Linked DNA regions of Mus musculus: regions 2, 3, 4, 5, 6 and 7 are each linked to region 1. Evidence: chromatin contacts called from public Hi-C, HiChIP or PLAC-seq and promoter capture Hi-C data. All regions are on one chromosome and are shown on one strand. The core of a region is the stretch at or near the end of the contact, and the rest is flanking DNA. Distances in the headings are between cores, read along the strand shown. Region 1 holds the start of Paqr3 (progestin and adipoQ receptor family member III). Region 2 holds the start of Cnot6l (CCR4-NOT transcription complex, subunit 6-like). Region 3 holds the start of Mrpl1 (mitochondrial ribosomal protein L1). Region 4 overlaps Antxr2 (anthrax toxin receptor 2). Region 5 overlaps Antxr2 (anthrax toxin receptor 2). Region 6 holds the start of Fras1 (Fraser extracellular matrix complex subunit 1). Region 7 overlaps Gm34097 (a long non-coding RNA gene).

The links. Promoter capture Hi-C pulls out the DNA fragments that hold promoters and counts their contacts. A called contact is a pair of places that touch in the nucleus more often than the background predicts. HiChIP or PLAC-seq counts read pairs in DNA pulled down with a chosen protein or histone mark.
Region 2: an H3K27ac HiChIP or PLAC-seq map of embryonic stem cells shows a contact between it and region 1, with 5 times the contacts expected there. The contact joins the promoter of Cnot6l here to the promoter of Paqr3 in region 1. A contact is called at or near these places in 6 of 39 promoter capture datasets (the HPC-7 cell line, cranial neural crest, frontonasal cranial neural crest and 3 more), 1 of 484 Hi-C or Micro-C datasets (embryonic stem cells), 2 of 115 datasets of contacts at active chromatin or transcription factors (embryonic stem cells and stem cell-derived neural progenitor cells) and 1 of 9 other capture datasets (liver).
Region 3: a promoter capture Hi-C map of pre-B cells shows a contact between it and region 1, with 3 times the contacts expected there. The contact joins the promoter of Mrpl1 here to the promoter of Paqr3 in region 1. A contact is called at or near these places in 14 of 39 promoter capture datasets (the 3T3-L1 cell line, the C10 cell line, the HPC-7 cell line and 9 more), 3 of 115 datasets of contacts at active chromatin or transcription factors (astrocytes, microglia and stem cell-derived neural progenitor cells) and 1 of 9 other capture datasets (adipose tissue).
Region 4: a promoter capture Hi-C map of liver shows a contact between it and region 1, with 5 times the contacts expected there. The contact joins the enhancer-like site here to the promoter of Paqr3 in region 1. A contact is called at or near these places in 9 of 39 promoter capture datasets (the 3T3-L1 cell line, the C10 cell line, frontonasal cranial neural crest and 4 more), 2 of 15 datasets of contacts at CTCF or cohesin (the NIH/3T3 cell line and pro-B cells) and 2 of 115 datasets of contacts at active chromatin or transcription factors (forebrain and stem cell-derived neural progenitor cells).
Region 5: a contact with region 1 is called in a Hi-C map of bone marrow-derived macrophages, with 11 read pairs. The contact joins the enhancer-like site here to the promoter of Paqr3 in region 1. A contact is called at or near these places in 11 of 39 promoter capture datasets (the 3T3-L1 cell line, 3T3-L1-derived adipocytes, the C10 cell line and 6 more), 1 of 15 datasets of contacts at CTCF or cohesin (large pre-B cells), 5 of 484 Hi-C or Micro-C datasets (bone marrow-derived macrophages, cerebellar granule neurons, embryonic fibroblasts and 2 more) and 3 of 115 datasets of contacts at active chromatin or transcription factors (acute myeloid leukemia, forebrain and stem cell-derived neural progenitor cells).
Region 6: a contact with region 1 is called in a promoter capture Hi-C map of embryonic stem cells, with 4 times the contacts expected there. The contact joins the promoter of Fras1 here to the promoter of Paqr3 in region 1. A contact is called at or near these places in 2 of 39 promoter capture datasets (cranial neural crest and embryonic stem cells), 1 of 484 Hi-C or Micro-C datasets (embryonic stem cells) and 3 of 115 datasets of contacts at active chromatin or transcription factors (embryonic forebrain, embryonic stem cells and stem cell-derived neural progenitor cells).
Region 7: a promoter capture Hi-C map of liver shows a contact between it and region 1, with 4 times the contacts expected there. The contact joins the enhancer-like site here to the promoter of Paqr3 in region 1. A contact is called at or near these places in 11 of 39 promoter capture datasets (the 3T3-L1 cell line, 3T3-L1-derived adipocytes, the C10 cell line and 6 more), 2 of 15 datasets of contacts at CTCF or cohesin (large pre-B cells and pro-B cells), 5 of 484 Hi-C or Micro-C datasets (cerebellar granule neurons, cerebellum, cerebral cortex and 2 more) and 3 of 115 datasets of contacts at active chromatin or transcription factors (acute myeloid leukemia, embryonic fibroblasts and large pre-B cells).

What each region holds. Positions count from the first base shown.
Region 1 is chr5:97,109,141-97,113,247 of GRCm38.p6, forward strand. It overlaps Paqr3 (progestin and adipoQ receptor family member III), which reads right to left and starts at 2,456. Exons shown (of 7, transcript NM_001359910.1): 1 at 2,119-2,456. The coding sequence starts at 2,303.
Region 2 is chr5:96,160,324-96,164,430 of GRCm38.p6, forward strand. Cnot6l (CCR4-NOT transcription complex, subunit 6-like) reads right to left here and starts at 1,667. Exons shown (of 12, transcript NM_144910.2): 1 at 1,614-1,667. It overlaps Gm52799, which reads left to right and starts at 1,472. Exons shown (of 2, transcript XM_030254979.1): 1 at 1,472-1,568; 2 at 1,816-3,623. The coding sequence starts at 1,472. The coding sequence ends at 2,432.
Region 3 is chr5:96,207,782-96,211,888 of GRCm38.p6, forward strand. Mrpl1 (mitochondrial ribosomal protein L1) reads left to right here and starts at 2,334. Exons shown (of 9, transcript NM_053158.3): 1 at 2,334-2,412. The coding sequence starts at 2,382.
Region 4 is chr5:97,993,814-97,997,920 of GRCm38.p6, forward strand. The region is part of intron 7 of Antxr2 (anthrax toxin receptor 2); the gene reads right to left. Among named protein-coding and RNA genes, the nearest start is that of Gm34226, 20 kb to the right of the region's middle. Within about 2 kb of position 2,313, at least 31 of the 459 cell types and tissues checked have an H3K27ac peak or open chromatin away from gene starts, as enhancers often do. A contact at or near this core is called in liver, where this site is marked.
Region 5 is chr5:97,957,602-97,961,708 of GRCm38.p6, forward strand. It overlaps Antxr2 (anthrax toxin receptor 2), which reads right to left. Exons shown (of 17, transcript NM_133738.2): 12 at 3,009-3,104. Among named protein-coding and RNA genes, the nearest start is that of Gm34226, 57 kb to the right of the region's middle. Within about 2 kb of position 2,245, at least 21 of the 459 cell types and tissues checked have an H3K27ac peak or open chromatin away from gene starts, as enhancers often do. A contact at or near this core is called in acute myeloid leukemia, bone marrow-derived macrophages and pre-B cells, where this site is marked.
Region 6 is chr5:96,371,683-96,375,789 of GRCm38.p6, forward strand. It overlaps Fras1 (Fraser extracellular matrix complex subunit 1), which reads left to right and starts at 2,273. Exons shown (of 74, transcript NM_175473.3): 1 at 2,273-3,203. The coding sequence starts at 3,131.
Region 7 is chr5:97,832,921-97,837,027 of GRCm38.p6, forward strand. All of the region lies in intron 1 of Gm34097 (a long non-coding RNA gene), which reads right to left. Among named protein-coding and RNA genes, the nearest start is that of Gm34097, 12 kb to the right of the region's middle. Within about 2 kb of position 2,086, at least 16 of the 459 cell types and tissues checked have an H3K27ac peak or open chromatin away from gene starts, as enhancers often do. A contact at or near this core is called in liver, where this site is marked.

The sequences.
Region 1 (4,107 bases), core at 1,206-3,705:
CAAATCAGTTTTCTTTTCGGTGGGGAGCAGGGTAAGGTTTAATTATTCTTATTTCCTGCTTGTGGGTGTTTTACCTATACTGTCTGTCTGTTTGTGTATCACATGTGTGCCCAGTACCTGCAGAAGCTAGAAGGCATCAGGTCCCTTGGAACTGGAGTTATAGACAGTTGTGAGCTGCCATGTAGGTGCTGGAAATTGAAGGCAAGTCCTCTGGGAGGGCAGCCAAAGCTCTTAAGCACTGAACAATCCCCCCACGCCCAAGCCCTGAATCAGAAGTTGTGAAGAACACGAATGTACAACTAGCTGTGTGCAGCAGTCCCTTCGGGTCTCACGGCCTTATCTGTATGAGGGCAAAACATGGTGAAGTCTCCATAATCAAGAATAAAGAATATTGTGTATCTGGAGACGCAGACTTTATCATGCCTACCATCAACATAAAGGCTCTCTGCAATTGGGGGAGGAACTAACAGAATGCTCTAGAAGCATCTAATTACAGGGCTGTTTTGGCAAGCAGCGCTACATTCTGCCTGTTGCCTCAGCACTCATTGGATGGAACCCAGTATAACCTGATTAACTAAACATACTCTATCCATGTTCCTTCCCAGGAACAGAGGCAGGTAGAATGGATGGACATATAAAACCTCTCTTCACGTGTAAAATCTGTCTGTGAGACTCTTGAAAGTTAGAAGAAGAGAGGCTAAAGGTCCAACTTGGATAAGATCAACATTGTAGGAAGACTATCCCCACAAAAGACAAAGTAGTACTGTCAGAAAAGCTGGGCACTCGTAAATTTTGTTTATCTTCAAAATCAACAGGTTAACTCTTGCTCAAATTTCTGAAGCAGTTAAGAGGCATGTTTGTGAACTTGCATCTGACTCAACAACTCAAGATCTAACGTTTTATAAGTCCTGGTTTCAACTCCTTCAGATTTGGACTCAAGACATCAGAATGCAGAGGAGCACTGCTGGGTGGGTACAATATTCACAGCAGTCCACTTCTGGCCTGTCTCCTCCATCCCCACAGCAGGGCCTAGCTCTGATTTCTTAATTATGTACCAGAAGCACTGGGGAGATAAAGCAGTAATTAAAACTCAAATTGTGACATCCACTTGGTCATCCATTCAAACAAGGCCACAAAAATCCTTTCAAGGCAGTACAAAAAGAAATGGGATGGGGAAAGACTGTGCTGGAGAGATCAATAAACGCACACGTGGCTGCTAGTTGGGCAATTCAACAGCCCACACTGTGGGAAGCAGAGATGGCCACTCCAGTGACCTGGAGGGCTGCACCATGCTTCTGATAGAGCAAAAACTTTAGTACATACAGTGAGGTCTGACAGAAGACTACCCTGAAAACCAAAGCCATTTTTAAAATTTTCTTTTTAAACAGAAGCTTCTGAGACTCTCATTTTAAAGCTCTAAATCAACAAACCCATGTTGTTTGGAGGCTTCTAAGGTGTTCTGTTGGTCTGGCTGTCCCCTTTCAGAGTTCTTTGCTACAGGGTTTCTCCTACACAGCACTTTCCACAATTACTATTATGTAATAGTGTAATTATCCCTTTAGTGTCTGCCACTCAGGCTAGACCTCAGCAGCTTCATGGGAACGAGGACCATGCCTGCCTTCTGCAACTGGTATAGTGCCTATTAGCTAGCAGAGCCTCAATGCGCATTTGGTAGATGATTGAATGAATCAGGGCTTCCCACATACATATGCACAACAATGTGGACCTGTCTGCTATTGAATGGACATTCAGCTGGCCAACACTTCTGAATCCCCACAGAGCTGCCCTAGAAACACAGCTCAGGTATACAAAGCAAATAAGGTTCGGCCTTTGTCAGTAGGGAAGATTCCAACCCATATCCCCAGTGATTACCAAATGGAAAAAAGGATGTAAAAGCGCTTTGTAAACAGCAAAGGGCCAATGGAGAAGGGAACGATGACCACTGTAAATATCATTGTTATTTCGTGGATCAAGGGCCCGCGGAGGAGAGAGAGCAGAAAAAAGATAAAGGGCCCAAAGGTGAGGAATTGATGCGCACAGAGAATAGCGGAGAAAGATGGGGAGAGCAGACAAAAAGCGTGAGAGGAGAGGATGCGCCGCAGGGAGCAGCCACTGTACCTTTTGATACACAGTCTGGAAGGAAGGTAGGCCCGGTAGCCGTCGGTGATGTAGGGGTTGTCTTTGAGGGATACCGGGATCTGTTCATAGGTGTAGAGGCGGATGCCGCGGGGTACCAGGACCGGCCAGTATTGGTAGCTGCCCAGCTCGATGTAGTGCGCACTCTTCAGCAGCTTCTGATGCATGGTTCCCAGGCGCCGGCCCGGCCCCGCCTCCCCGGGGAGGGGGCTTTGCCGCTGGCGCCCCCGCCCCGGAGCCGCCGCCGCTGAGCCAGGAGCTTCGGCCCGCGTCTGCTCAGGCCCGGCTCCGCTACACACACCTCCGCCGCTTCAGCTCTGGACGGCCGCCGGCGTCGCAGCCTGGTCTGACGTCAGCGCGCCGAAAAGCCCCGCCCTCTCCACGCCCCTCGCCTTGGCGGCCCGCCCTTCCTTCGGGCTTTACCAGCAGGACCCGCCTGCCGCCCCGTCCTTTACCTGGCTGGAGAGCCCCCTAGTTCCTCCTTCGCCAGCCAGTCAACCTCTGGCCCCGCCCTACTGGGTGTCCCGCCCCTAGCCAAACCCTCTTAGCCGGTCCACCGCTAGTCCCGCCCTTCTACCCGGGCCGCCCCTAGTCCCGCCCCCATCCGGCCCGCCCCTAGCCCCGCCCTTCTGCTCTGCCCGCCCCTAGCCCCGCCCCTATCTGGCCCACCCCTAACTCCAATCAGGTCCGCCCATCTCCCTTCAGCTTCAGGTGAAAAATCCAAATCCAAGTACGACCAAATCCAAGTGATTCTTTTTTTTCTGTTTTCCATTAGAAGTGATATTTACTGTATTTTGAATAACAAGAAGAGAGTAACAGAAAGGTAAATAATTCAAGCTAACTTACAGCTGGATGGTGTATTGTTGATGAGATACACACAGAAGGGACCTTGGTGTGGATTTTTTGTTTTTGTTTTGTTTTGTTTGTTTTTGACTACTAGGTACATTAGGATTTTTTATATATTATATTTATTAACAAGTTAAGGTCGTATTTAGGACAAGACACATATCATAGTAATTCATATAAATATCTACCTATATACACTGATACAGCTGTGTGAACTGAGGAATTATTTTATGATGGCAAGGTTAAACTTGAAACTTATCTTTAAAGTACGTTTATAAGAGGTAAGAAATGTGATCATGTCTTCAAGGTGAGTCACTACTGAGTGAGAGTCATCTGGTAATTATCTTTGAGTTCAGGGGAAGACCATGAAAATGTAAATATATATATTAAAAGACCATAAATATTTTATTGTTGGACAGTTTATCAGTCGGGAAAGAGACTCATTCTGGATATCACCAATCGTTTTGTTTTAGTTCAAACTGTCTAACTCAGATTTCTTTCTTTTATAGAATACAATGATACTTTATAAAACTTAATGTTTTTCCATATAATATATCCTGATCACTGCTTTCTTTCCCCCATCTTCTTCCAAATCACTCCTACCTTCTCGCCATTGAAATTCCATGCCCTTTTCCTCTCTCTAGAAAACAGACAGGTAGTTTAAAAATAAAACTATGAAACAAATAAAACAAAGGAAAAGCACAATAAACACAAATGTACAGAGATATGTACACATAGAAGCACACAAATACAGACAACTCTATAAAAAACACAAAATCAGAAACCATAATACAAGCAAAAGATCAACAGATAAAAAAGTCCAGCAATGTGGGACAAAACTTTTTTTTTTGGTAAGGCAAAGGACATTGTCAATGGGACAAAATGGCAGACTGGGCAAAGATCTTCACTAACTCTTCATCAGACAGTGGGCTAATATCCAAAATATATAAATATACAAAGAATTCAAGAAGTTAGACTCCAAAAAAACCAAACCAAAACCAAACAAAACAAAAAAACCAACCAACCAACCAAACAACAACAACAAAACCCAAATAGCCCATTTTTTTAAAAATGAGGTACAGAACTAAACAGAGAATTCTCAACAAAGGAATCTTTGAGTGACTG
Region 2 (4,107 bases), core at 417-2,916, 950 kb before region 1:
CAACTAAAATACCGTTTACATACAGTTCTGAAATGCCCTATTCACTCAGTGGCAGATTTACCTTTATTTCCGCTTTTTGTTTTGAGATAGCTTTCCAGGAGCACACAATAAATTGACCATAGAGGCTGATGATCTAGGTTTGGGAGACTTAAGGAAAAACACGTTTGGTTGCACATGACTATCTCCATGGAGAATTAAGATAACGAGAATCAGTAAGATAGCATCTAAAACTGCTGTAGCGTGCCTTCACTGTGTACAAACAGCTCAGCTAAACTCCTGAACACAATCCGCCTAAACAGTCTAAGCTAAATAAGCCGCCGGTAGGGTTAAGATGACAGCTCCGGGAACTTCCTCTTCCTCACTGACCTCCTCAGTTCTGTGTCCACGCCTTTCCCTCTAGGAGGCAGGATATAAGCCATTTCAAATTCACAAAATTGATCCAATCCCACCAACACCACAGGCCAACAAGGCCAGTTTCCCTTTCTTCCTCTCTGCCTTTCCAGAGTGATTTCCAGGGAAGTGAAAAATCTAACCAACGATAAAGTATCCGCTGCAACAACTGCAACAACAAAGAACGTATTTACTCAAGCCTCTGCTCGCACAGCCTTAAAGGACGGACGGAAAGAGGAGATCCGAACCCCACGAATTCCGAGATTTCCTGTTTTGATTCACTTTCCCTCGGGTTCCCCACGCCAGCCTGGGAAGGCCTGCAGTTAGAACGCCAAAATATGCCTTCCTCTCCCCTTGGGAGACGCGGAGGCGGCACAGGCGACCACGATCCGCGTGTCCCGCCCCCGACCCTCACCTGGCCAGGCCCGGGGCAGCGCCCGGGGCCCGCGCGAGGACGGAGTCCCAGGAGCGTCTGGGGAGGCCACCGGGCGCGAAGACGGTTAGGCCGCGCTGCAGGCCGGCGCGCTTCCTGCCGCGGCCCCGGCCTCGGGAACCGCGGCCCGAGCCCCCGCTGCCCGCCGCCCGCCGCCGTGGGGGCCGCACTGCCTCCCGCGTCCACGGCGTGGGTTCCCGCCGAGCCGTTCTCACCTGTGAGGCTCTGAGCCCCGGCCTCGAAGCGGAAGGACCTCGACGCTCTGGGGTCCCCGACTCCGTCCCCCTCCCCACACGCACACGGCCTGGAACCCGCGCCCCCTGAGGCGACGCGGGCCGGCTCCCGCCGCCCGACACACACACACGCAGACACACACACACGCGACACACACGCACACCCACTCGCCGCGGGGCCGCCTCCCGCCCGCCAAAGTCCCAACTCACACACCCACACACGTTCGTCCCTCGCCCACCTCACTTCCCCGGGGAGACGCGCTCCCCCTCGCTCCACTCCCGGTCCGACTCCGAGGCACGGAAACACTCTACCTCATTCTCCTCCGCGGGCCCTGAACGAGCACCAGCAGCCATTTCCCCGCGGCTGGGGAAACACACACACACAAACACGCGCGCGCGCACCAGGGCCCCACAGATGCTCCCCTCCAGACCTCAGACGCAAACACAAACACCCACGCCCGCCCGCTCACCCCGAGGGGCCGCGGCGGCGGCGGGAGGCCGGGCCCCGGAAGGCGAGCGCGCAGGGCCGGGAGTCGAGGCCCGCGCCCCCTCCTCACCTGCATTCAGCGCGCCAGGGTCCGGACGGCGGCGACGGCGGCGGCGGCGGGGCGGCTGCTGCTGGGGCTGCGGCGGCGGGGGAGGCGGCGGCGGCGGTGGCGGCGGGGCTGAGGGCAGTAAAGACATGCAGGCAGCCCGCCGGGGGGAGAGGCACCGGCCGGAGGGGACGCGGGGCGGGCGGGCCGGGCCGGGCCGCCTGAGGAACCACCGAGGCGGCGGAGGGCGGCCGAAGGGAGCGCAGAGCAGACGGATCGGGGGGCGGGGAGGGGGGACGCGGGCCGCGCCGCGCAGGACCGGGGCGACCGGGGCGCGTAGGAGAGGGCCCGCGGTCGCCGGAGACGCCGCTGCGAAAGCCTCGCGGAGCCCGCCCTTGGCCTTGGCCTCCTGGCGCTGAGGCTGCCGCCGCCGCGGGGGTCGATGCCGAGCCGGGTCGCTGCCGAGGCCGGGGCCGAGGAGAGAGAAAAAGAGAGGGAGAAGAGAGAGAGAGAGACGCGAGCTTTCGATGCCTTCGCTCTAATTCACACACGCTCACAACCCCGAGGGCCGGGGAGAGAAGTCCAGGCGCTATCGCTTTAGAGATTAATAACAAGGTGCAGAGAGTGCGAGGAGGAGGAGGAGGAGAGTTGATTGACGTGGAGGGGCTGGCGGGAGTCAGTCACTCCCCGGCGCCGAGGGGTGGGGTGAGGGGAAGGGGGCGGGGCCCCGGCGCGCCGCGCTTCGGGAGTTGCGCGTGCGCGCGGGACGGCCAAGCGCCTGGCTCGCTTCTTACCGTCGCCCTCGCTGGTGTTTTGGGAAAAAAAAAAAAACTGCTTTATTAGATTGAGTGGAGGGTAGAAGCCGAGAAGACTCGTACGATTAGCAGAACCTAGGTGCTGATGCTGGGGATGGGGAAGGGACACGCGGGTGCTTGCACTGTTTCCTGACGCTGGCCCACGCAGGCCCACAGCAGAGCTCAGGGCATTCTGGGTGGTTAATTAAGGAGACCTCAGGTGAGGTGGAACGACCCAAGGAAATGTTTTCTGACGTCCTCAGTGGGTTTCTTGACTTCTTCTTCTTCTTTTTAAAAACAGCATGTGTAAATTGCATGGCGGGAGGTGGGTTTAAAAGCCTATGACGCTCTGCGATAACCCCGTCCTATTTTTAATCCTCTCTCGCGATAAAATTGTATTTGGCAGTTTGCGGCGGTTACGGAGTGAAAACATTTAAGTGTAAACTGGAAATATTATTGGTTACCGTGTGAATGGAGCTTGCTATTTTAAGTCCGGAGGATTTTACTTGTGCCACCTGAAGCTTCTTCCAACAAAGCTAGAAGCAAATTGCATGTGCTCTGCAAGGCAGAGTGCTGCCTTGGATTTTGCACTTTTCCGTCTCTCCCGGCGCATGGCTCTGTGCTGGGTATTTACCGACGCCGGTCCAGAGTCGATTCAATATGTTTTATTCTCAAATATATGTTGTTTTCAGCACTCTTAAGGCACCGTGTTGGTTGCCTTTTTCTCAGGCCTTGTTATTGAATGTTTAAAGCCTTTATCTTTTGAGAGAAGAAGGGGGTGCAATTATAAATGCAAATTATTTATGGAGAACTGAACTGCATTTTCTTCTTGTTACCAGGAAGTGTGAATGAGTGAAAAAGCCCCTCTGGGTCAAAAAAAAAAAAAAAAAAAAAAAAAAAACCTACCAGCTACCTTTTTTCCATCCTGGTTCAGTTTCTATTTCCTACTAGCAACTTCTCCCCCCCCCCTCCTCCCCACCCCCATACACACACACACACACACACCAACAGCAACACTTTATGTAAGAGGTGTTAAGATGGCCTTAATCATGCAAGAAGTCTATTCAATCCCAACTGGTTTAGTCCAACCTGACAAGATACTAATAGTAATTAGTAATCTTTGGCTTTGTAAACAACAAAGCCAAACAACAAAGCCAACAAGTTACCCCAGGAGGCCAGAATAGTGAACCTGCCTGTATAGCACCTGACTAAGTAAATTTCTTGACACATACTCCCAAAATAGAAAGACTAGCAAATGTTGCAAAGGGGGAAAATAAAGACTTCAGAATTTAAGTCAGATAAGTGTGATACTTACATGTCTCACATGTCTCCAAATGCCTGTAGGTAGCTTTCTAGGTCCTGCACAGTAAGCACACATACATGCCAGTTGTGTTGTGTTCTTTCCCAGCACGGGAAAGACAGTCAAGCCGCTACAGTCCTCACGCCTGTGGACTGCACAGTGCTTGCAGAGGAAGCTGACACATAAACAGGAAGTTCTCAGAGAAGGAGCCAAAAATGAAAGGTGACACAAATCAGATGAACAATGCCTAGAAGGACAGATGGAAATCGCTGGCGGTTTTTTTTACCTCAGCCATCTGATACTCCCCACCATCTACTGCCTAATAACAGGAAGACAGAGAGCAGCTGCAGATAGAAAGAGTACTGACAAATGATGAGGCTTGCTGGTCTTGAGGCCCAGATTTACAGGGTCAGTGTTCACTGCT
Region 3 (4,107 bases), core at 1,084-3,583, 900 kb before region 1:
CTACCCACATTCAGGATGGGTTTCCCCCACTAATTAATTCTCTCTAGAAATAATATCATTACCGAAATACCCAGAGGTATTCCTCAATCTCCTACATAATTCTAAATCCAGTCACGATGATAATGAAGTCATGATCATTATAATGGAGTGCCTATTTCAGAGTATCTTTTAATTTATAGTTTTTCTAAAGTCTTAAGCTAATGAATATCATCTATCTATCTGCAAATATCTGAACTCTGGATCTTACTGGTTGAATGCCATCAGATTCTGGTGACCAAAGCAGGCAATAAGGTACATTGAACTTATACAGGACATTGTTTTAATAATAATACTGTTGTAAGCTTATTACATTTTGTGAGTTCTGACTGGATGGTTGTGTTCTCATGGTAGGCATTTTCAGGTGAGGACCAACTGACTCCAGCTGTGGAGATGAATCTAAGAGCCAGCAACAGGAGAATTTGTGTATATTCTTAGACGGAGTTAACTTTAAGTATCATGAGGTGACTGCCAGTTTTCCAGCTCCCTCTTATCTATGCATCTAAGCACAAGGTTTGGTACTTAGTAGTTGCTCAGGTATGTGTGAAAAGAGCATAGAAGGAAAAGAGGACAAGCAGAAACAAAGTTATCAAAGTAGAGTCAAGTTCTAAGGTTTTCTTTACTTTTTTTTAAACAGTCGCAGAGCTTTTGAAGTAACTGCTTACATGTTAACAAGAACAGTCTATAAGTAACAATCTTATTCATTTAGATGGCTACTAGGTATAAATATAAAAATAAAGCTTCTGGAAAATTCCAGCTTTGATGAGGTCCATCTTCTGTGAGTAGCTTCAGGAAGCCAAGTTTTGCAGGCTTGAAATTCTTATCAAGTCACTAATTCATATAAGCATGGATTCATTTTTTTTTTTTTTTCAACGTTTACTGCAGACCTTCCTTCCGGTCTGACGCTGTGTGTAGTATGTGCTGAGGTTACAAAAATGAACGACATGATTGCTGCCCACAAAGAGCTCAAAGAGATGGGGAGATACATTGTGACAGCTGCACAGCTCTGTGTGCTCAACCCCCCACTAAATTGTACACTTAGGTTGGTAAATTGTATTATATAGAATAATAGGTCTCAGAATTGTTTCAAATAAATAAAAAAATTACTAATTCTGTTTATTACATAAAACCAGGAAGAAGTGGCCATAATTCAGTCCTGGAAGTATGAAAGGAGACTGCCAACAATGAGCAGAGTCTGAATTTAAATCTTAAGGGGAAAAAATACTGTTAATGTGTTGCATAATAATTCAAACAAAAGCCAGAGAGGAAAAATGTCACAGAGGTGAGAAATGTGTCTTCTGCCCTCCCTTCATCCCTCCCTCCCTCCCTCTCTTTGTGTGTGTGTGTTATGTGTACACTCGCATGTGTGTTAGGAAGGTTGTTGGTTGAGGAGGTAGGCAGAGGCCCGTAAGTGAGCCTTTGGAAATGGCCAATTACTGGAGGAGTTTATTCTTATGAATTAATTCCTGACCAGACTTGGTTTAGAGAAACCACACGGGCAGCTGAGACATAACGGATGTTTTTTTTTTGGGGGGGGGGGGGGTAGGGGGTAGGAAGGGGTCAGAATAACCTGTGCACTGGTCTCTAATTGGCTACGTAGAACAAAAACAAAAACAGACAAACTCCAAAAACCAAAACAAAACCCTAGACGTGTTTCGAAAACTCCAAGCAGTGTACTGCTCCTTAGGTCTGATCAGCACAGCTTGCCAGCAGCCGGAAACCAAAAAGCAGACGGATGAAAGATTAAGGTTTGCTCAAAGGGGGGTGGAAGGGGGTGAGAGAGTGGGACCTCCTGGCCCGCCTTGGGTGGAGGCGAAGTTTGATGGATTCTGTTTTCTCTTTGCTATGAAGAAGATTGAACTCAGAGGCGCGCACACGCTAGCTCCGCGCACGGTCGCCTAGCAATATTCATTTAAAGAAAAACCGAATCTTAAGAAGGCCAAGAGTATAGCGAAGGAAGCTGGGGACACTTCAGCTTTCTCAAGACTTTAGTCAGAGAACCAGGTTCCCTCTATTTAAATGACCGTTCGGAGTACATCTGCAGGGTCCAAAATTAAAAATAAGAAGGAATGAATAATTAATTACAGAGTTTTCAACAAAGCCATTCCCCACCCCCGCCCCGAAGGTTGATAAACCTTTGAACCCGAGCCACGAAAGGCAGTCTCAGACAGGGAACCGACAGGAACCTCGCCACGAGGGCACTGAAGCCAGGTCGTCCCCGCCCTGCTCTTCTGCTCCTACCAACTCCTTCCCCCTTTGCCAGCTTCCGCGCGGAACCCTTTTTCGCATTTCCGTGCAGTTGAAACCCGGGACCCACTTCGTCAGCACAATCCGGAACAGTCAACATGGCGGCGGCCGTAAGGTGCCTCCGTAGAGGTAAGAGGAGCAGTGTTCTTGCGTGGAAAGTAAATCTAGAGCCAAGTTTCCTGTTGCAGCGGAATCCATGGCAGAATCTCGTAGGCACCGGTCAGCTTCTCGGTCCTCGAAATGCTTCCGTGATCTTCTGGGCTCCACAGCCCAGAGGGTCATCAGTGCTTAAAAGCGACACTTAACGCAAGGGTTCTCTCTTGGAGCAGGTCATTTTGAGGATGAAATGGGAGCGGAAATACATTGGCAGTACTTATAGTCAGGGGTGAGGAGTACAAGGCAAGATTCTGTTGTGTGTGTGGGATAGCGGGCGTGTTCAGTTTGATAAGCGAGCCCTGAAGGGAAAGGTGGTATATGAAGTGATTTACATCTGTAAATATCTGAACCTTGGCGTGTTTATGAATAAAGGCGATTCCAGTTAGTAAATTTACAGAGGCTATCGTGTTTATCATTTGGAGACTAATTCTGTAGTGTTTTGTATAGCCATGTCTGAGCACGTTAGACATGGCTAATAGGAATTCACAGTGCCATATACACTATAAGATCTTTTTCATGTGTATGTGTACTTGGTCTATGTATACATGTTCACATGTGTGTGAGTGCATATGTATGTGTGCCCATGGAGGCTCTCTTCTGCCAGCCAGTATCCAGGCTGTTTCCAGAGGCAGAGTTTGTCACTGGACCTGGAGCTTGCGGATCCCACTGTCTCCAGTGAAGCCCCTGGAGGTGGGAGGTGTTGCACTGTGTTTACCCAGCTTTTATGTGGCTGCCAGGAATCTGAATTTCACCCCTCATGCTTGCACAGTAAGAGCTCCGTCACCTCTCATATGAAATTGATCTTTACTTTTAAAATGCAATCAACTCCCCCTCTTCTTTGACCTTGCAGCCCTTCTCCTTCCTCTATTTATTGTGTCTTGTCTCCCCACTGGCCAGGAACATAAGCTTCATAACCTTCCTTATTCCAGTGCTTGTAAAACAATGGTACTTAGACCATCCAGTTTACAAACTGCATCTCCACAATAAAAGTAGACACTGCTTTCTTGATTAAGTTTTGCTAAAAAACAAAAACAATTTGAGACAGGGTTAGGCTCCCATGTGTTGGGACAGGCATCTCCAGCATGCCCATTATTAAAAGTATTGCCTGTTGCATTGAACAGTATAATTTAGTGCTTTGTTTCACATGCTAGTGTAACCTTTTTGTGGTTGCAGATTATAATAGGTCTACTGAGCACTCTTTAAGTAGTGCTAATATGGAATTCTATAATGTGTTTTAAATTGATGTATCCTTGCTTACTAATAAGGTAATACTACTCAGTGGACAGCTTTCACACTATTGGCATTTCCTTTCTAGTTTGAAGTCTTTTTATCCTTCTTGTTTACTTTTCAATTGTGTTGCTCTTTCACACTCAAGATACAACTCGTTTGTCCAGTGAACATGTTGCAAATATACTCTACCCATTTTAGATTCATCTTTTCACTGTATGTGCATGCGGGAAGGTATGTGTGTACATGTGTGTGGATGCATGTAGTGTGATATTTCTCATAACTTTTCCATCCCATTGTTTTTGAAGCAGGGTCTGTCACTAGGACCTGGAGTGTGTTGATTAGCCTCGTCTGGTTGGCCAAGTGAGTCACAGCGATCAGCCTTCTGGTTTTGGAATTTGGAGGAAGAGTCACTGTGCTCAGTGTTTTTTACATGTGTGG
Region 4 (4,107 bases), core at 1,063-3,562, 880 kb after region 1:
AAAATTCCAACTCAATTCTTCAACGAATTAGAAGGAGCAATTTGCAAATTCATCTGGAATAACAAAAAACCTAGGATAGCAAAAACTCTTCTCAAGGATAAAAGAACCTCTGGTGGAATCACCATGCCGGACCTAAAGCTTTACTACAGAGCAATTGTGGTAAAAACTGCATGGTACTGGTATAGAGACAGACAAGTAGACCAATGGAATAGAATTGAAGACCCAGAAATGAACCCACACACCTATGGTCACTTGATCTTCGACAAGGGAGCTAAAACCATCCAGTGGAAGAAAGACAGCATTTTCAACAAATGGTGCTGGCACAACTGGTTGTTATCATGTAGAAGAATGCGAATCGATCCATACTTATCTCCTTGTACTAAGGTCAAATCTAAATGGATCAAAGAACTTCACATAAAACCAGAGACACTGAAACTTATAGAGGAGAAAGTGGGGAAAAGCCTTGAAGATATGGGCACAGGGGAAAAATTCCTGAACAGAACAGCAATGGCTTGTGCTGTAAGATCGAGAATTGACAAATGGGACCTAATGAAACTCCAAAGTTTCTGCAAGGCAAAAGACACCGTCAATAAGACAAAGAGACCACCAACAGATTGGGAAAGGATCTTTACCTATCCTAAATCAGATAGGGGACTAATATCCAACATATATAAAGAACTCAAGAAGGTGGACTTCAGAAAATCAAACAACCCCATTAAAAAATGGGGCTCAGAACTGAACAAAGAATTCTCACCTGAGGAATACCGAATGGCAGAGAAGCACCTGAAAAAATGTTCAACATCCTTAATCATCAGGGAAATGCAAATCAAAACAACCCTAAGATTCCACCTCACACCAGTGAGAATGTCTAAGATCAAAAATTCAGGTGACAGCAGATGCTGGCGAGGATGTGGAGAAAGAGGAACACTCCTCCATTGTTGGTGGGATTGCAGGCTTGTACAACCACTCTGGAAATCCGTCTGGCGGTTCCTCAGAAAATTGGACATAGTACTACCGGAGGATCCAGCAATACCTCTCCTGGGCATATATCCAGAAGATGCCCCAACTGGTAAGAAGGACACATGCTCCACTATGTTCATAGCAGCCTTATTTATAATAGCCAGAAGCTGGAAAGAACCCAGATGCCCCTCAACAGAGGAATGGATACAGAAAATGTGGTACATCTACACAATGGAGTACTACTCAGCTATTAAAAAGAATGAATTTATGAAATTCCTAGCCAAATGGATGGACCTGGAGGGCATCATCCTGAGTGAGGTAACACATTCACAAAGGAACTCACACAATATGTACTCACTGATAAGTGGATATTAGCCCAAAACCTAGGATACCCAAGATATAAGTTACAATTTCCTAAAGACATGAAACTCAAGAAAAATGAAGACTGAAGTGTGGACACTATGCCCCTCCTTAGAAGTGGGAACAAATCACCCTTGGAAGGAGTTACAGAGACAAAGTTTGGAGCTGAGACTAAAGGGTGGACCATGTAGAGACTGCCTTATCCAGGGATCCACCCCATAATCAGCATCCAAACGCTGACACCATTGCATACACTAGCAAGATTTTATCGAAAGGACCCAGATGTAGCTGTCTCTTGTGAGACTATGCCGGGGCCTAGCAAACACAGAAGTGGATGCCCACAGTCAGCTAATGGATGGATCACAGGGCTCCCAATGGAGGAGCTAGAGAAAGTACCCAAGGAGCTAAAGGGATCTGCAACCCTATAGGTGGATCAACATTATGAACTAACCAGTACCCCGGAGCTCTTGACTCTAGCTGCATATATATCAAAAGATGGCCTAGTCGGCCATCACTGGAAAGAGAGGCCCATTGGACACACAAACTTTATATGCCCCAGAACAGGGGAACACCAGGGCCAAAAAGGGGGAGTGGGCAGGTAGGGGAGTGGGGGTGGGTGGGTATGGGGGACTTTTGGTATAGCATTGGAAATGTAAATGAGCTAAATACCTAATAAAAAATGGAAAAAAAAAAAAAAAAAAAAAGAAATGTAAATAAAGAAAATATCTACTAAAAGAAGAAAAAAAAATAATTCTTATTAAAACATGGAAAAAAAGACAAATGAATACAGTGTTTCCTAGTTGGCTTTCCATTGTTGTACTAAGAACAGCTGTAAGAGGTGGGAGGGGGGAGGGGTTTGCTCACCTAGAGTCTTAGGGTCCTTGCTGACAGGACTGCAGACAGAGGAAATAAGGAGTCAGCAAGGGGAGGGAGGGAGTCAGGTGTGGACGGTCAGGGGAATTGAGCAGTTCTAACTGGCTAGCGATCAGGCCTCTTCTGTGGCTCTGACTGACTAGCAACCAGAACAAACATAGACCAATGAATATCCAAGCGGTACAGGCTATGTGTTTGATTTTTCATTACGTGTCCAGGGTTACAAGTTCAGTTACAATTAGAAAATACAAACAGAACAGACTTTCCTTTTACTAGCCCTATAACTCTGATTTAAAGAATCTAAAGAATGTCTCCACAAGCCAACACACTTATTATATGACACTGCTTTTAGGCTGCCAGCATTTGTAGTTTTAAAGCATTCCAGACAAACAGAAAATATCTGAACCGGTCTTTTTATAAATAGCAAATACATATACAAATACATATACCTAGCCCCTTTATTATATGTTTCGTCATCTATGCTCTGAAGTAGGAAAGGTTTATTTACTCAATCTATCTTATTTACTGAGTTTTATTCCTCCAGGAGTGTGTACCTGTACAACCTTCTCTCCTTAAAGTACATTTCAGAGAGCTGTAAGCCTGCAATTAACCAAGACCTTCCATCTGTAACCTATTCGAGTTTGTAGATTGTCTCTGTTTACCCTGCATCAATTAAACCTCTTGAGTTTGCTCAGGGGCACACACCCCAAGCAGATTCCTGGAGTAATGGCTTCCTCTAGCTCTGTGCTCATCTGTGCTTAATGATCCCCAGAGCATAAGGAAGACTGCGAAAGAGTGGCCAGATAAAGTTAATTTCATTTTCCTAAAAAGACTCAGACTTAATTTTTTTCCTCAGGAAAAGACATAAAAATTAATCATTAATGCAGAAAGTCCCTAAGGTTACAACATGCAGAGGCCAAAATGCCCCACAGGTTCCCCATAGGTCAGTCTGATGGAGGCATCTTGCCAATCAAGGTTAGCTCTTCCCGGATGACTCCAGTTTGTACCAAGCTGACATATAACGAGCTAGCACAGAGTGTAGCACTGTGTTACCGGGAATTTTCAAGTCATGTTAAGTCATACCTAGTGAAAATGTATTCGTGTGGATTCAGATTTCTACTCAGTAGTACTCAGGAGTCATGAGCCCAAGTGCAAAATAATAAAGCAAAGACAAAAAATAAGGTAGCAACATTTAAAAAATCATAAATTTAGTTGAATACTATCTTTTGAAGAGGATATATGAAAATAGAAAAAGGATATTAAATCCTATTTGCATAGTTTTCTGGGGAGGAGTATTGTTTTGTTTTGTTGCTATGTTTGTGGCTTGTTTGTTCATTTGTTGATTATTTGTTTGTTTGTTTGTTTTGAAGTAGGTCTCCTGTAGCCCAAGCTGGGCGATGAAGCTGAGAATGGCCTTGAACTCCTGAGTATTATAGACCATCGCCCAAGTGGTAGGATTACAAGAATGTGCCCTGACTTTCTCTCAATTTAATCTACTCTCAAAAACAAATGGACCTGGGGCCTAAGGAGAGGGCTTTGCAAGCTTAAGAACCTGAGGTGGTCCCCAGAGTCCATATAAAAAGCCAGGTGCTATGGTGGCATGTGTTTTTAATAAAAAGATGGTAAGATGGAAGGCAGAGACAGGTGGATCCCTGGAGCTCGCTGACCACGTATCCTAGTTTACTTGAAGTTCTAGGCCAAAGATAGACACTGAGTCAAACCCAACACTCATGTTGTCTTCTGACTTCTACAGGCACATGCCTACTCTAACACACACACACACAGACACACACACACGCATACTCACAAACAGGCATACACACAACACAAAAGACAACAAAAAACTAGTTAGAACTTACCCGTTAATATTAACAAACAGAGCGTTGCTCAATTCTGTTTGGATTTCCTACTGCC
Region 5 (4,107 bases), core at 995-3,494, 850 kb after region 1:
CTGCAGGCTGCAGGGGAGACTGCCCCTTGCTCTCCCAGCTTCTGCTCATGTCAGTGTTCCTTGGCTTGATGTCTGCCTCAGTACAATCTGTCTCCGTTGCACTGTCTTCCCTCTTTCTGGTTTTACTCACAAGGGTTGTGGTTACGTACAGAGCCCAACTAAACCATTCAAGACAACGTCTCTATTGCAAAAGCCTAAATCATTCTGTCCTCAAAGCACCTCAAGTCTCTCGAGTGAGTGCAAACTTCTAAAAGACACAGGACGCCCTTTTGAATGAGGGTCTAATTAAAATCCAAACTGTCTTCTACCGTAGGTCTCAGCTTAGCACTTTTCAAAGCATACCACAACACACACACAAACACACACGCAGGCACACACGAAGGCATGCACATACATACACACACACTCACATACACACACACACATGCAGGCACACACGCAGGCATGCACACACATACTCACACACACACACACTTACACACACATGTAGTAACACACAGGCACACACACACACATGCAGGCACACACACAGGCATGCGCACACACACACACACACACACACACACACACACTCACAAACACACTCACACACACTCACACACACACCCCTGAAATGCTCTTTATTAACTGCATATTTTCTTTCTTCTTCAAAACATATTTGTGATCATAGACACAGTCAGGTGCCTCTGACATTGTTGCCCTTCACATGTTGCTATTGGGTACTTACGGTCCTTCATTTACATGTCTAGCCCACATTTCTTGCTTCCATATTAAAATATGAAGTTTCATATCATATTGAAGGCATATATGAGTCTCCAGCTCCTAGCACAGTAGTTGCCACCTTCTACATGGTCAACACATGGTCATCAAAGGCTGAAGGAAGGATCTTGCCTGCCCCGTACCCCAGCTTTTAAGCCTCATTAGAGCACATTTGCTACAGTTCACATCCCACCCAGGTGGGACTACAAGTTCACACTCAGGGCCTGCTGCTTTTCATTCTGTTTCCAAGTGCAAAGCAAAAGTGGCTGATCTGGCCAACACATTTCAGTACTGATGGGACGCCATGCTATTTCTGCAGCTAGGAACTCCTCCCGAAATCCTATAATGTGCCTGAAGGGACTTCTCAATGCCTTGCATAACACAGGTTCCTGGTTTATTATCTGCAGGGTCTCAGGTTAGAACGGACCTGTTTCACAAGCTGATGCTAGAATTTCCTTTATAATATCCAAATTTATGTTCTAAAGCTACATTTCAGAATAATAACAACTTCCTGAAAATGGTCCATATCAGTTTTTTTTTTTTTATGTATCTTTAAGGGAACAGTGACACACTTGGACACTTTTGCACCCTGTGACCAATAGTAAATGAAATTACTACCTAATGAAGGGAGGAATCTGCCACCGTGAAATTTAAATTAAAAATGCAAGGAGCACAAATCACATTAGGGCACCTTTTTGCTTTTTAATTTGAGACTCAAGAATGCCATCCACCCCAAAATAGCCGTGTCTAAGGTAATCAAGATTATATGGGGGAAACTTTTTGAGCATAAACTGCTGTGGCAGCAACTTGATGAGTTCAGCAAAGAGACAGGAAGCGTCTCGTCCCTCCTGATGTCTGAGTTAATGCCTTGCCTCCTCTGTGGGCCAGCTACCTTGAGGTAAGGGATCCTAAGGCTGCCTCAGGAAAGCAGACTGCAGTACAGGTGGTAAGAAACATAGCCAGAATATAAACCATTGCCTGATACTGTGAGAAGTTGAAATCACTTAGCAAAGGGAAAGGAGAAAAACAGTCAGTCTTTTGTGTGATGAGATAATGAAAGTGTGCTCACGTAAGTAACACTCTCAAAACAAGAAATACACGGAACACACTGACAGATTTTCCTGGGATAATCTTTTCTATGATAAAATCTAGATAAAAGGGATTAAGTAAAAATACATACATAAATGTGTGTGTGTGTGTGTGTGTGTGTGTGTGTGTTATGCACTATTATGTAGAAGGCTGAATAATACCTCTGTAGGGATGCCTGTAACCTAATCCCTGGTACTGTGAATAAAGTACCTTACATGGTTAAGGGGTTGTGATGATTAACAGCCCTGAGATAATGGGCCCATCTGGGATCTACAGGTCTTTAACATTGGGTAGCCTTCCCACTTGGATTCAGTTGGAGAGATCTGTAAGTCAGGGGGATATGACACAGAGGGACTGACTCTGGCGTGATGAAAGACATCACAAGGCAAGGAATGAGGCTTCCTCTTTAAACAGGAAGTGATAAGGAAAACAGACTCTGCCCCAGAGCTTTGGAGAGGCATGGGTCCCCAGGGAAGCCCATCAGCCCAGCAAGCCCTATGTAAGCACTGTAGTGGATTAACCACTAGATAAAGATGCGAGGTTCTTTTGTAAGTCATATGGGTAGTGACCTATTAGGAAAACAGAGGGAGTTCCACAGTCCAGACTTTTGCATGTGCTTTCTGTAAACGTTAAAATGGCATAAGCTGTTTGTCTGTCTCTAAAAGGACCTGTTTAACTGATAGCCTAAGTTGGCATTGGACTTACCTCTAAAACACGTTACAGTTGTAAGATATAAGAACATCGTGTGTAGTAGACCTTCAAAGATATGAGCCTTTAAAACAGCCACAGAACCTGTGGTTCTCCTGATGGTGGTGGAAAGCAGCATCCATTTATCAGAACTATCCTTGAGCTTGAGTGGAAATGACTTTCATCCCATCTACCTCCAATCTCCTGACACTTCTGTCCACCAACCTGAGCTCCAAATTGTCTTTGAGGTGGGCTTTATGCTACAAGTATTAGCAAGTATTTTCTAAGATTTACTATAGTTATAAAATAATGGAGATTCAAGTTGCCAATTAAAACGTTGCTGTTGTAATTGCTGGATTAATCCATTCCCTAATTAATTTGCGGGACCATGTGACATTGATTCATATACCAGGCCTTACTTTGTATCGTAGTGCTTTGAAAAAAAATTAATAAGAGTTGAAAATTCTTCTTACCACTTTGCAGCAAAGGGGCCAAAACCACCACATCAAGGCAGCACCCAAGAGCAGCAACAACACCAAAATAGCTACGATGGCTGCAATCCCATTGGTCTGTAGAGGAAGAAAATAAAGAATCAAAAGTGAAGTTTAAGATCAAAACCCACAAGCTCTTTATCCTTTGTAAGAAGCCCACACTGGGTGAAAATGGCCAGACAATATCAGACCGAGATTCTGTTGCACTCTTTTAAATGTTATGAATGTATTTTTCTAATTGTAAAGTTTTTTGTATCTCACTTATAGCATGTTATGTCATGCGAAGATGGTTAACAAGACATGCCGCATCTTCCAACATGCTGCAGACTGATTTAAATATGTCTTAAAAGAACGTGAGAGCCACAACTTTTGAGGATTAAACAAATGGTCCCTTAGGGACTTTTGTGCTTAGGCAACAATTACGTTGTTTCAAGTCCAATTTCTTCCAGGCAAAGTTTCCCCAGGTTTTATGGTGATACAACAGCAATTACTTTATGTACTTGGAGGGTGAGGTAGATATAAAATGCAGGTTGATAAGAAAACAATGCCTGTGTCTCAGTGAAACTTCAGTCTGATAAGTCCTTCCTCTCACTGCCTTCTGGTCACATCTGACGCAGGCAAGACCTACACTTATGTTTCTCCACTGTCTGTCCACCGAGCTCCTCTACCCTTTGGGCACCTGCTCTGGGTCCAGCCTGTAAGCGGCACTGTAGCAACCACTGAGTCATCCTTCAGGCCTCAGGCTAACTGTTTCCAGTAGGAACCCTTCCTAAGAGTCCAGAGCTACAAATGCCCCACGGGATCAGGCGACACATTTAGACAGAATCCTCCTACATGTTAACGACAGTGCTTTTACAATGGAATTAACTATGACCTTTGGATGATTTAATTCCATTTTTCTGTCCTGACTGTGCATCTCCTAGGAATCCCAAGGCCATTTACCCATCAGCTTTACCACTTGATGCTCCTTGCTTGACATTTGCAAGCTACATACCAAGAAAGTGAACTCCAAATCAACAAGACTCCACGTGATGACACAGGTGTCGAAACGGACATCCACACTTTCATTTCATACACAGAA
Region 6 (4,107 bases), core at 1,023-3,522, 740 kb before region 1:
GTGGGCACACAGCTCATTCTTGGAAGAGGAAGGTGTTTCATATGGGCCATGTTGGCCTGGCTACAGGAAGGGCTCATGGGTGTCCAGGTTACAAGGTGTAGGGTCCACTACTGTCCAGGGGACAGGATAGACAGACAAATTGTTGTGTTAAGATACTGAGATGTGGTCATCTGACTCTCATAGTAGGTAATGCTGCTTGTTTCAATGTGCTGTTGTAATTAACCATCTGACTCAGGGCCATCAGTCACTGCACTTGTCCATGAAAATAACAAGGGTACATGTCTCATATAGTTACTGGCAGATTACATAGCAAAGGGTCCCATGTTAGATACAAAGTGTTCAGTCTATAATATCTACCTGATAAGCAGCAGTGAGGCCAGGTGAATTTGAAGAGACAAGGATGGGGCTGATCAAAGAAGATACTGTGGGATATGGTGACAAAAGTTACGGGATGTGGGCATATGAAAAAAACAGTATTAAGGATATAGAATTCCCTGTGAACCAGGATTCTAGTGCTCTTGGAGTGAGAACCCTTGGACTATTTGCTCCTGGGGTAGAGAGAAGACCATGGGAGCTGGTGGAGGGCTTCTGGTGAAGGGGAGGGGACATTTTATGAACAATTTGTTAAGAACCACAAATGTAGTATATGACAATACCTCGTGGTAATGCTCCCGTCTCTCCCTTCACCTTTTTCTTTTTAAAGATTGTTTTCCTTTAGCAAGTCCAAAAGATGGTTTGAGACCCCTTTGGGTGCCACAGTTCTATGCTTTCTTAAAAATGAAGTCAAATAGTTTATTCTAGGGAAACCAGCTGTCTTAAGTTACTCCTAGTCAGTGGTGGCTACAGAAAAAGTGTTTAGGAGGGGTTAGGAATTGTTAGGGTGTATCCACCTGAATTTGGACAGTACTTTCCATTGGTCTGAGAAAATAGTTTCTAGAGGAAGAGGGGGAAGTGGGAGGAGGGAGGACTCAGGTTCCATCCAAGCTGTGGCTGAACTCTGGCGGTGATGATTACTGGCTTGATTCAGTTCATTCTTTCAACTAATGTTTACAGAGTCCCCATATGTGCTTCAAATACAGAGATAAAACCGCTCTGTCCCCACAACGGCTCTGGGAGGCATCGAGGAATTGCTGGGCGATTCCTAAGTCCTTTGAATACTCAACAGCCACACCCAGGTTAATCAAATGTTTCGGTGCCTAAGTGGTGATAGTTACAGGGACCCTTCAGTTTCATTTCATCCTCTTATTCTAAAAAGCAAGGAATTCAAGTACTACTGGCATGCTTTAGAACATGGGCCTTCCCTATGATCGTCAGCAATATTGGAGTCTACTAAGATCCCTGCCCACCACCCTGAATAGCTCGGTGTTCACTGCCACTTCAAACTCCTTTCTGGACAGTCTAGCTGTCACAGCTCTGCCAAGACAGAGAATCTTTTCTGTCTGGCCTTCGAAACCCAGTCTGTATCTCTCCCGTGTAACCATCCCCAGTTACAAAATGATCAAACCTGGACCAGCTATTTTTATTTAGTCCTCTAAAAATAGCTATCACTCAGTACTGGCTGGAAACCAGACCCCACCCTATCCCTCAACTACCTCCAGTGTGCACACCAGGATGCTTTTGCCCTGACATTGGCTTCCCAGTCTTTGACATTTGGAGGCGCAGCTGGACTCACCCAGACTGTGTGGTGTTTTCATCTTTTAGGAAGCTGTAAAGGTGCACTCACCGTGGGAATCTCAACCTAGAACACACGTGCCCCAAGACTGCTAGGTTGCAGGGAAAACCCCTGAGGGTCCAAAATGCGAAGATGGCCAGTCAGCTCTGCTTCAGGCTCTGTGTTCAGCAGCAGTGGGCATGACGAGAGGTGGAGAAGTAGCAGTTAGGACTTGGGTGTGAGCACCCTGTCCCCAACTAGCCTCTCCTGTGGTACCCTCAACAGTGTCTGAATGGAGACCTAACCTCCTGTTTCCACCCGCCCTCGGTGTGACCACTTTTGATCCCGCCTCAGACAAAGCCAATGCAACTCCTGCAGGATGAATAAGGGGATCAGGTTGCTCTCTCGCCTTCCCCCACCCCCTCACCGCGGCTCCCCTTCCCCACGTGACTCTCTGGAATCTTTGCCAAAGCTCGTAGTCTCTGAGTCCATTTTCACACCCAGCAAAGGAGAGAGGAAGGAGGCGAGAGAGGCTGAGGAAGGCGGAGCGTGCGTGCTTTAAATGCGAGGATCCACTCGGGGACTTATCCTGTGCGTTTCCAGGCCCCTCATCTGGGGAGCATTGAGTTCGGAGGGGTCTTTTCCAGCCTCTCTCTTTCCTCCTTGCATCTACAATTATGGCTCCACCTCCACTTGGGTAATCGCACCTCCGCCCTGCAGCGCAGCTCGGGGTGCACGGTGCGGGGAGGTGGGCGTCGGTGTGGAGCAAGCCGCGCCCCTCTGCCCTCCTCCTCTCGGCGAGGGGCGGGCGCGAGAAAGTGGCAGCAGCGCCCCCCGCGCCGCCTTCCGCGCGGAGCTCTGGAAGCGCCTGCAGCAGCCGGGCGGCGTGGTGCGGTGCGGCTGCAGCGCCCCCGAGTCCCGGAGCTCCTGCAGGGCCGCACAAAGTTTGCAACCAGCGGCCCTGCACCGCCCAGCTCCCCGAGCGCTGCTGTAGCCCGGCCCGGCGTGTTCGCGGGGACCCGCCTCGGCCGATGCTACACGGACAGACGGGGGCGTGCCGAGAGAACTTTGAAAAGCTGCCGAGGAGGAACCTGCTCCTGCAGCTCGCCAGTTGGGGACCTCCGGAGGAACTGGTCTAGCCCGAGGCAATGCTGCGGAATCCCAGCAGCCGCTGACCTGCAACTTTCCTGCTAGTCTTGGCGGCGATCTGAGCTTTGCCTCCTCCTCGCAGCCTCGGCTCACGTTGGTGGCCGCTCTGCTGGAGAACCCAGTGAGCCTCGGGGCTGACTGAGTGTTACTGTCGGCCGCATCCTTCTGCGGTCCACCCGGCCAACCTCGGCTCCCGGCCCAGCAGCCAGCGCTTCCCCAGTGTCTGTGCGTCCCGGTTCCCGGCGCCGGCGCCACAGCCTGAGGTTTGGCAGAGAGCAGGTTCTTGGATGCTGAAGGCTGGGATCTTCCTGCGAGAGTGCCGCGGCGGCGATGGGTGTCCTCAAAGCGTGGCTCGGGGTGGCCCTAGCGCTGGCGGAATTTGCAGTATTGCCTAATTGTGAAGGTAAAAAAGAGCGGAACCCCGTGTGAGTTCGACTGTGCAGTTTAAGACACTCAGCCGGGTTTAGTGCTGTGGGTTGTTGGGTGGAAGTTTTGATTTGAGGCGATAGGTGGACACGGAGTGGATTTCCTTTTCAGCTGAAATCCCCACTCCTGGTTTCTCTTGCGGTCAAACCTCAGCCCGGCCACGGCCTCCTCTTTGCTTTTTGCGGGTGGGTGGCCTTTTGAGGTGATATTTCTGAACCCGGATGAATCTTCCTTCCACTTCTACCCTACTCCTCAAGGAAAAGCAACTACTCGGAACCTAGGTGAGAAGCGAGCAGTTGCTCTCACTTTTGTGGAATAAAATCCTCACCCAAGCTCCACTGTTCTATTTTGCTTTCCTCGCCCCAGTAACTCGCCCCCCCTCCCCTTAAAGACCACTTAAGATTTTATAAGTAGTATTCTGGATGTTGAGATTTCAGTTGTAATGAAATAAATTTTACTCGGGAGCGAGAGCACGAGGCTGCCTGCTTCTCAAGGAACAAAAAGTGGTCAAAGAGCATGTATGCACTTCTCTTCTCCCTAGGTTTTCATTGCGCGCGCGCGCGGGGGGGGGGGGGGTGTTCCAGTCCACTTCTTCAAGAGCTTGGGGAGAGAAAGGAGACTTGAGTGTTGTCATCAGGATAGCTTTCGTAATCTCAGCTCAGATAATACATCAGTAAATCTGATGAGGGGTGTGTGTGTGTGTGTGACATGTTGAGTCTGGTGCTGCTTCCCCCCGCCCCGCCCCCCCCCCCGCGCCCCTAGGCGCGCTGAGAGCTCCCACCTGCTCAGAGCCGCGGGGACAGTGGCTGGGTTAGCATTTGCAGAGGGGGAAGGTGGCAGGCTGGGAGAGAGACAACTTCATCCACGGCTGGGCTCTGGAC
Region 7 (4,107 bases), core at 836-3,335, 720 kb after region 1:
TAGAAGCCATTGTCTTTATGAACCAGTGAAATTACCTGTTAAATGGCTTGGAAAATTGGAACACAGTTCTCTAGAATATGGTCTGTCTTTGAAATCAATAGTCCATCCCTAGTTCTGTGACCATAATAAAAAGAATATGGAGGTCTTGGAACAGCCCACCACTCATGGTGACCCATCTTAAGAAAGGACGCTATGAAAAGTGGCCTCATCACAGGTTCTGACAGAGGAGGTGCAACATGAAAGAGGGGGGACACTGATGAGAGGAAAGGAGGGATGGAAGAAGAGTGAGTTCAATATGAGCAGTAAAAGGCTCTTCAGATGTTACCTGAGACCTGAGATGTATGCATAAAATTTCATAAAGAAACCCATCATCTTGTTTGTTAAGTTTAAAGATTAATTCTAAAAGAATGTGAAAAACTAAAACCACTTTAGAAAGTTTAAAGGGGGTAGTGAACAAGTTCTGTTTCCTGGAAACTATCCTAACAAGTAGGTCTGAAGAATCCAGACCATGATGTATGAAAGTCTGGAAAGTTATCAACCTGCCACTCCCTTTTATGTCATTGGGGCACACACATAAAGATCCAAACACAATGGCTGGCTGGCCTTTTGATGAGGGGCATCTGTACTTTTAACACAGAGGCAATGACACATGTTTTTTTGTTTGTTTTTTTTTTTTTCTCATTTCAAACACACTTTCTCCTAATCTCTGAACATTTCTCAACAAAGTTTGCGAATCCACCCAGTTCTTTTTGTAGGGCGCCCTATAACAACAATATGTGTTTGGGGTTCACAGATGTTGTTTACAAATTCCTGTGTGTGACATAGCTCTGTTTCTGATAAACAAGTTATAAAACCTCAAAGTTCTGGCATAGAGGATTTAGAAATTAGACAAACTGTATGAGGTAAATATGACTATCAACAAATTTTAATCACTGATGTCTTCAGACTTGTCACAAGACAGTATTAATATGCCTGGAAATTTTTAAGGCTTGAGATAATTTTTTCAGAAAAACTCCACATATGTGTTACTTCTTTACCACGGAAACTTGGAGCATGCAAATCATCTTGTACAGAGTATACACTGTTGATAACTATACAAATTAATCAGAAATTATATCCTACCCTTAACACTTTAAACCGTACACTTATCACTCTAAAATTTGTGTATGTGTATCCAATAGAAGAGCCCTAAGCTTAAATTAATAATGATAATAGTGAAAATTATTATAGCTAGCACTATTGACCATTTTCTATGCTATAAGCATTCTGCTTGATGCTTTACATACATTATTCTATTTAATTTCGCACGATTGTGTGAGCTAGATCCTGATATTATCTCTGTTTTGTAAGTGTAATAACTCAGTCACAGAGAGATTAGAAGCTTCCAAAATAATGTCCAGCTTGTAAATCATAGAACAGTGATGAAATGTATTCTAAGAACCAAGATAGAAGGGAAATTGCTTCATATTTCTCTGAGGTGTATAACAGTAATTGTGTCTTTCCAATGAAGTACGATGAAATAATATCAGTTGATATTCTAAACTAATTTCAGTTCATTGTAAGGGTCTCTCAGTAGTTGTAAGGTGTTATTTTACCAGAATGAGTCATAATACAAGCAGTGACACCAGACCCTCATATGCATATGTAAATGTTTAAAATAGAACTTTATTTTCTGCTGGAGTTTATGCCTTATTATTATATGGAGAACAAATGTTTACAGGGTTTAGTGGACATGCTTGCCATTGCCTTGCCAGATGCTCAAAAGTACACAGAACTTGAAGCACTCTTGCAAATGTTTCCTGCTTTGCAATCTGGTCAGGCTACTCGAAGTTGCATTTCATTTCTCTCGACTCACATGGTCATCAAGTTTGACAAAAGGGCCTCCAGGTAGGCAAGCTTACTCCACAAAAGGGGACTTCTTAGAGCCTCTGTAGGATCCTTGGTGATCTTCACAGATCATGCCTTCCCAGCTGTTCCCTCTCTGCCTGGCTGTGGTCCAGTGAGATGATGCAAGGTTGAGCAATGGAATTGTGCTGAAGGAAGGGGGCCACAGAGGTCACAGAAACTCATGTAAACAAAGCTATGCCTGGCTTTTGAAAAGCAAGCTGAGCACTGCCCTCCACAGAGAGGGCACACATCCATAGAACAGTCAGAGGGGGGAGGCACTTTTGTTAATGACGTAAGTTATTTCAATGATTAGTGCATTTTGTAATAGCATTGGGACAGGGCTTTGAAATAGGTATGGCCAAGCCTTAATGGTCAACATTACCATTTTTTTCACCATTGGATTTTGAATTCCCTTATGGTCCTCATCTGATATGGAGGTATCACCTTTTGTTGCCAGGCTTACCCCTCATGACTTAGTGTTCTGAATTTCATTTCAGCCAAAATTAACATAGCACTGTTTCCTATATCTTGTTCTGTCATTACAGGATCTAGTCTGTACTTGAGATGTATTTTAGAGTCGCTATGCTAACTAGGATTAGAGTTTGGAAACAAAATTAGGTGAGAGAATTTCAAGCTATATTTGACACTGGAGCAACTCCATTTTGCAAAAAATACTGATTTTCTCCAGCTCTCCACACGTAGCTGTGGCATTGTATACTCCTGTGACCCCTGGAGATGCTGGAAAAGCCAAGTCCTTAATCCATTTGCCATTTGACTGTACACAGTCATTTGATCCTCAGCTCCACCTCTGTTGAACAGTAACTCCCAGCACTAACTGATGCAGGTCTGAGTCTTTCTAATCCTTTCCAGCTGTCCATGTTGCTTCGGTCAATTTCAGTTCCAATCTTTCCTCCAGTGTTCCCTTTATCACAAGGAAAGCAGAAGAAGAGGTAGAAAAGAGTGAAAGAACATTGAGAAGAACAAACTCTATTGTCTCCAAACTCTTGAACTATATAAAATTATATTTTAATTAGTAATATGGAATATTTCTGGATGAGACAAAATAATCAGTTAGGCACAGGAAAAACAAAAACAACAACAAAATAAACCAAAGTACTTATCTCAGAGTCTTAAACCCAAGAAGAAATGCATAGACCCTGAAGTCAGTGGGAGTCTCAGTCCTCAACTCTCTTTGTGTAGGGTTTGGGCTTAATTAACCTGTTGCTCTCTGTGTCTCTACTCTATGAATACGAAGATTGCTCCAAAAGCAAGTTAAAGGTCCAGAGTGATGGCTCAGTGGTTACGGGCACTATCTGGTCTTTGCAAAGAATCTACATTCAGTTCCTAGTATCTAAATGTCATCTAATGAATGTCTATAATTCTACTTTCAAGGGAATCCAACACTGATACTACAAATATACAGGTGGTACACGGGTTTACATGAATCACATAAAACAAATAAAACGGAGATGAAGTGATTTAAATTAAATTCTATGATATATGAGTTTATGTGTGAATGTATTTGTGTAGTAGTATACACGTAAGGTTCTAAAAGATGAGTGAAAATCAAAGAGAGAAAATAAGCAGTTAATAACCTGACAGAAGCATCTATGTTTGTCCTTAAGAACTCTCTACTGAATGATACAGTCAGTGGTATGTTTCCCCTCCCTAACTGTGTACTCCCTCACCCTAAACAGACTTCATCCATGGTCTAACTCTGATGTCATGAAGAAAAGATTCTGTTACTTGCTTTCTGATCTCTTGACAGTGCCTCATCCAAGATTTGACTGCTCCACCCCAGACTTGTATCATTGATCTCCACCTTGCCTTCCTGAACTCCCCTGTCAAATCATATTCCATTGCTTTCACATAAGCTATTCTTCTCAACCTGAAAATATTTTTCTATCTTCACTTTGTGAGGAAACTAATACGCAACTTCTTTGTGAAGCCTTACCCATCTTCCCAAGACATACATGATATGCAAATACTCATATACATGCAACTTCACCTGCACCAGCATATTCTTCCACTTATTCTCTAACCATGCCATAAAGATTCTGAAGAGTAATGGATTCCTGTATGGAATCCATGAGTGAACTTCGGGCAGTCAAAAGCCTCATCAATTTTTCAATCATACTTGCTTTGTTTTTCCAAATTAACTCTTTTGATTTGATCATATTATCAATAGGGTCTGTGATCCTGGTGAGTATAATAACCACT